2 separate regions of the Zea mays genome follow, and region 1 is linked to region 2. Evidence: chromatin contacts called from public Hi-C data. All regions are on one chromosome and are shown on one strand. Each heading gives the region's core, a stretch centred on a gene start, on an enhancer-like site or on the middle of the called end of the contact. The rest is flanking DNA. Distances are from core to core; before and after follow the strand shown. Region 1 holds the start of LOC103629626 (external alternative NAD(P)H-ubiquinone oxidoreductase B1, mitochondrial). Region 2 holds the start of LOC100273858.

Region 1 (3,226 bases), core at 280-2,779, 150 kb before region 2:
CCTAGAGACATTCTCACAATTTTTTATCCCAGGAATACTGCTTCTCTAGGATAATATGGGGAAAAGTGGCTTCATGGATTGAGGCACCAGCTTTGGCGCTGTCTAATTGGAGCCAGATGGAAGACTTGGGACAATGGTTCATTGAGATGGGGAACTGTGGAACAGAAGACAGGGTGTGCGATCTATGATCACGCTAACCATTTGGGAAATGTAGAAAGAGAGAAATAACTGCGTATTCAATAAAGTTAGCAAGACACCTCTAAGTGTTCAGTGCAAATTGCAATACAAGATGAGGCAAGTATGTGAATACATGCGGTGGAACAGGGGCCTAGAGCTGATTCTACCGATACAAGCACAACACCTAATAGCATTATTTATGCTAACATTCCAACGAGAATAAACAAAACACCACACCAAATTGCATTGAGCACACAGTAGCACATAATCAATTGGCAAAAAAAGAAGTACCTTCTCAAACATCCTCCGTACCGGTTCAATAATGCTGCGCGGCTCGACAGTCCCACACGTGACACTCGGAAGCAGAGGAGTGAACGCGAAGTAGTTCCGGGGCGATATGACCTTCACTTCATACCTGGAGCAGTCGAGGTTCTTGAGGAACGACGTCCCAGCCCAGCCAGTCCCAAGAACCACCACCTTCTTCCTGGGAGCATCCTGAGATGGGTCCGGCGCGCTCTCTGCAGCGGAATCCGCGTACGCCACAAGGCCTCCGCCACTGCAGAGCGGTAGCGAATCTTTCAGCTCGCAAATGCAGCCCAAATATGCAAAGTGAAATACTGGAACCAAACCGAAGGTATGAATTTTTCCCTATCCAAACACAGTAGATGGATCCCAAGAAACATGATCCTATGGCCTTCACAGTTGACGACGATGGTCGAACAGGAGAGCAAATCAAAGGGACGGGAAGAAACAGATGGGTGAACAGAAAAAGGAGCAGTAAATCACGCGACAACCGCCCTCCTCCAAAAAGAGAGAGAGAGAGCAAAATCGGGGGGTTTCTGGTGGAAAGCGACGGAGGAAGCACTCGCACCTGGCCGCTGTGAGCAGAAGCGCGGCGGTGGAGAAGCCGGGGCGCGCGATCCCGTCCAGCAGTCGAGCACCGGCTCGGGAGGTGAAGAAGGAGAACCCCATCCTCCTTTGCTCGCTTTCAGAAGACCACACTCACTGATCAGGTTCCGAGTCAGAACCCCAATCCCGAACGATGAACGATCCGCGCTAATAATACCGGCGAGAAAAGCGATGGAAAAGGCCAGCCTAGAACACGGCCTACTACCTGCTCCCTTGGTCGCCGCTCATTGGCTAGCCGCTGCGGATGTGTCGCGTGTCCATCCGCAGCAGCAGCTGCCTCTGACCTGTCCCAGACTCCCAGGTACTCCTACCAGAAAAAAATAAAAATAAAAGGAAAATTACCCCAGATTTGAGGCAATGCAGGAATAAAAAAGTTCCAGATCTCATCCACGTCCAAGACTTCGTATTATACACCGGTCGGCAATTTCCCATCTCCCTCTGATGAGTCATGGCCATTCTGCATTTCTTTACATGACCTAATTGACTTCCACCTGACCAGCATGTGACACGTCCACATGGCCTATCGCTATCGCTTCTTTCCCCCTTTTTCTTGTTTAGATATACCATGCGATGCGACATGCCGTATGCTTCAGTCGTTCAGCCTCCATGCCCCCCACGCTGCCTTTTTTGCTATTGAGACGATCTTGAATTTTACTTTCTGCAGCTTGATCTAGTTCTGAATATGACTTGAATTCTACTGCGTTAGATATAGGTCCATTATAATCTTGATGCCAAAAAACAAGTTAGCTCCTAGATGCAGTGACGAGGGATAGAAAATAATGACAAAGTAAGGGGCTTTATTATTATTATAACACTATATAGCATGTAGTGATTAAACTGTCAGACATTCGACTTCCTGCAGCATAAGAAGAGTTTCTTACTGAGGGCCCACTTGCAGCAATTTTACAAGAATTTCTTAACCATTTGGTAGTACGAACTGTGATCAACAACGATAATAACTTTATCATTCACTCAGTCAGTGAAATAAATGCCGCGACCATCACCTTCCCCGCACGGATGACTCTCACCTTCCCGCCCTTTCTCGTCCGGACGGCGCGCCTGGCGACTAGGGTCGGGGCGCCGCTCGCCGCCTTGGCCCGCGCCGTCGCGGAGGCACTGCCCCTGCCAGTCCGAGGTCCGAGCCCCGTCTCGCTGATCTCCAGGCCGCCCGAGTCGACGCCTGCTTCCTCGGTCCTCGCGTCTTCTCCAACCTGCCGCCGGACCCCGCCCTGCGCTCGTGGGCCGATACATATCAAGCCCACCATATATATTGGCCCATCCGTGATACGGGCCAGGGCCCCTTTTAAACAGCTCTACCGTATATGGTCTACCGACTACCGGCAGAGCTACAGAACTGCTACCTCGCAGGCGCACTTGCCGCCGCCTTAGAGCACCTAGAGGGGATCAACACTAAATGACACAAACTTGGTTTATAAAATGTTAGTGGAATCAAAACCAAGGTGCTATGTCTAGAGAGAAAGAGATGACTTGTTCACTTAATTGCTCTTCACAAGGTGAGTATTAAACTTAGAACAATTATCAAGTGAGTAGAAGCAGAGAGAATTGCACACGAATAACAACAAATGACACAACGATTTTATCCCGTGGTTCGGCCAAGTAGAACACTTGCCTTCTTCCACGTTGTGGCGTTCCAATGGACGAGGGTTGCACTCAACCCCTTTCAAGCGATCCAATGATCCACTTGAATACCACGGTTTTCTTCCTTATAGCAGATGTTCCTTTTGTGAGGAATCTCCACAAGTTGGAGCCTCTCACCCTTACAATATTGATCACAATGAAAACCACAAGAGTAAGAGAGGGAATAGAAACACACGCAAGAGCTAGAGTCACAGCAGTGACACGCACACAAGTCAAGAAACGAGCACACAAACACAGCGCACCAAGTTCACAACTCAACAAGTGCTCAAATCTCAAACACAATGATCCGGATGCGTGCTTGCGGAGCCTAGGCGTCTTAGGATATTCAATGTAGGCTTGGTGTCTGCTCCATGTGCCTATGGGTCCCTTTTATAGCACCAAGGCAGTTAGGAGCCGTTGGAGCTCCATTTGGTAGGCAATTCTTGCCTTCTGTCCGTGGGCGCACCGGACAGTGAACAGTACAAGCACAGGACGCGACAGA
Region 2 (3,324 bases), core at 662-3,161:
AAATCTATTGATCGTAGAACTGCTAGCTGGATTGTATTATCAGTTTGGACAAGGAATGATGACAACACACTGATTTCAAGGCTATTGCTCCTCCTGGGTATGCTCCAGTTAGAATTGCTAGTGATTACCCTCTTCTCTCTAAATGGGCCATTTATGGAGAAGTTAGTATACTGCACATTTTCCTTGTAAGTTTATTATTAATCATGTCTGATAACATTATTAAGATGTTGGGATTTGTTCACTTGTATTTTAACAAGTTATGATTGTATCGTGACAAACAACCATGGGTTGCTAATAATTTGCACATTTATTTACAGTCTTCAGATGATGTAGCAGGTATTATCCGAAACTTGGTAAATTCACCAAACAGTCTTATTAGCAGGTAAATTCAAGTAGTAAAAGGTGTGTCTGCAGCAACTTGTTAATAATTATTGCATGGATGGGGCAGTAGGCATTAGAAGATTGTGGCATTAACCCTCTGGTGGTTCTACTTATTTGACATGAGACTTAAGTACTCAGAATCAAACAAAACAATACATGGTCTACAATTCAAATATGACTCCTAGCAAACTGAGTATGAACAAACATATAATAAATGGTATTTGGGTACTGCTGCATTATACTTCATTGGAGAGTCGATCATAATGGCATACCTTGGTCGAGGCCTGCACGGTTGAGCAGTAGCAGATATCGTTCCTATCCGGTGTTGGGGCAAGCTCCTTCACATTCGGCCTTCCTCTCCAGCGGCACACTGCATTCTTCTCCAGCGGCACACTGACGTGGGAATGAAGGTGGCGAGGCGGGGAATCTAAGGGGGCAGGGCGGGGGAATGAAGTGGTGCGGGATTGAGCAGGAGATTGAAAAGGGGTTTGAGCAGGGGAACTAATTGATGACGGCTCCGTGGCGTTGGTTGGCGGATAGCTCGGGGCCGTGCTCGACGGGCGTGCGCGTAGGGAGCGACATGACAGTGGGATGTGCGAGCGGTAACCGCGCGCGTAGGGAGCGGCACGCGCGCGCAATCGCGGCGGGCGGCCGGGCGGGCGCGACGTGCGCGTGACCCGCGCGCGTTGGGCGGGGAATCGTGGCTGGGTGGGGGCGGGCGGGCGCGCGCGGGATCCTCGGCGGCGTTTGGTTGCCGGGCGGCGGGGAATTGCGGCTGGCGCCCGCGAATCGCGGCGTTGGGCGCGAAATCCCGGCTGGCTGGGGGCGGGCGGGCGACGGGATGCTCGGCTGGGAATCGTGGCTGAGTGGGGGTGGGCGGGCGGGCGTCGGGATCCTCGGCGGCGGTTGTTTGCCGGGCGGCGGGATCCTCGGCGGGGTAGTTAGGCGTGCGCGCGGGGTCCGCGGGAGTCAGGGGAGAGCGGGGGCAGTCTACAGATGAGTCTTAATAGTTGTAGAGATTCATGGTGCACCAATATACCATTGGGCTCTGGAAATGTCACGCTTTCAAGAACTTAGAGCTTATGTACATCTAGAGTTCCAAATACATTTAAATGATTAATCTAAGTCAAACAATGTACACCATAGGACTAATCATAAAAGACCTCCATACCTCCAAAGCAAACCTACCATTTCCTGTGAGTATAAGTTTAGCTTAAAAAAGAAAAAGCATGGAATCTTTGACTGTCTACAGTACAGTGTTTTTAGAATGTCTGATTAGTTACGATTAATTGGCTGATCGTAACTCCAGTGCCGATCAAGGGTAACGACGCGATCAGGGCCTGCTCGTCCGATTAATTTAGGAACGATCAGCCTGGCTGGCTGGATTGAAATGTCGGCCCAATGGTCCACTTCACTTGCCCAGCGGCCCAGTCCAGCTTCTTTTTTCCCAATTCCCACCACGTGAGCATAAGCTGCACAACCAAACCAAGTGCCAACAGAGCAACGCCCAGGAACACACGACACGAATCAGGCAACCAGCTGCCGAGGGAGGAACCCTAGCGGAACAGGTGACGGCGGCGCGCTACCGGTGACGGGGGATACGGCGGCATCGTCCTCCTCGGCCCCTCCTCCATCCCCGGCGTGGCGGCGCCAGCAGCCGGCCTGCAGGTACGGTCTCCAGTCTCCAGATTCAGATCTTGTCCCTGTTTTCTGGTGTGCTCTGTTGTACTGTAGCCTGTAGGTATGGGCGTATGGCTGTTGGCCTGTTGCTGCCCATGTCCATGTTTGTTGGTTTTCAGTTTTACTTGGATGCTGAAAGCCTGAAACCTTCCAGTGATTATTTGCTTCATGTTGTAGTATGGCTGTTGGCCTGTTGCTGCCCATGTCCATGGGCGTATCACGTATGGCTGTTTTCCTTGTTGAAAGCCTGAACCTGAAGCCATGTCCATGGGCGTGTAGTTATATATATGAAGGTTGATCGGTTCCTATAGCCCTGGACGATCAGGATGTCTGATTGACCGATCAGAGCCCGGTTAATCGGGCTGGTCGTCGACTAATCGTGATTTGTCGGCTGATCGCCCCTCTGGCGATCAGCCGATCTGAAAACATTTCTCCAGTAGAGTGTGTAAAATAGGGGACGCGGAACTGTAGTCTGTAGATGACGTTGTTTAACACTGTTTGCAGAGAGAAGTTTGAAATAGGGGATGAGATAGGAAATATGCTTGAGATAGCCTTACACCAGGTGGTATCGGTTGGGAGAATGACTTATTGCTCCTAGCAGACTCTCATGCTTGTGTTCCAACTGTACACCATTACAAGAAAGAAAAATGCAGATTATGGAGGAACTCTAATCTGTTTACAGTTCCGAAAGCTCCAATATGTGTGCGTGTGTGACATTGTAACCGAAATTTCTCATGTACTTCCTTTGCGTCCACAAATTCGTACATGAAGGGTTGGCAGTTGGCACATGCTGATATCTCACGTAGTGTTCATAGATTCTTACAGTAATACATATCTCATGTAGTCAGGTAACTAAAGTAGGTCTTTTAAATAAAATTTGCTGGGACTAAAGTTTAGTCCTCATTTTAGGATGGTGAATCAAATACAAACAAGTGTTCACACATTACAGTAAGCCCACATATCATAATCTTATGGTGACAATCACAACGTAACCTGAGTCTTTCTTGGCTTTCTTGTGCTCATTGTACTTTTCTTGCTTCTTGTTCCATAGCAAGCTATCAAATGACACCATAGGAATTATTGCATTCTTAGCTTTTGCCTTTGATATTGAACTTCATGGGAGAGGGCGGTCAACGAGGCTAGACATGGCGCAGCCCCAAGGCTGTCGTTCTGGCTTTAATCTTTACTAGAAAAAGGAAGCGCCCTATCGGGCGCTAAACACTTTATGCAGTAGGAGAATAAATTAAACCATACGTTACACCT

Evidence for each region. Hi-C and Micro-C count contacts between places; a contact is called where the count stands out from the background.
Region 1: a contact with region 2 is called in a Hi-C map of ear, with 4 times the contacts expected there. The contact joins the promoter of LOC103629626 here to the promoter of LOC100273858 in region 2. A contact is called at or near these places in 15 of 25 Hi-C or Micro-C datasets (bundle sheath, ear, endosperm and 5 more) and 2 of 3 datasets of contacts at active chromatin or transcription factors (leaf and seedling).

The regions. Positions count from the first base shown.
Region 1 is chr6:99,112,812-99,116,037 of Zm-B73-REFERENCE-NAM-5.0, reverse strand. LOC103629626 (external alternative NAD(P)H-ubiquinone oxidoreductase B1, mitochondrial) reads right to left here and starts at 1,529. Exons shown (of 9, transcript XR_004850222.1): 1 at 1,049-1,529; 2 at 469-733.
Region 2 is chr6:98,963,407-98,966,730 of Zm-B73-REFERENCE-NAM-5.0, reverse strand. It overlaps LOC100273858, which reads left to right and starts at 1,911. Exons shown (of 4, transcript NM_001148255.1): 1 at 1,911-2,049.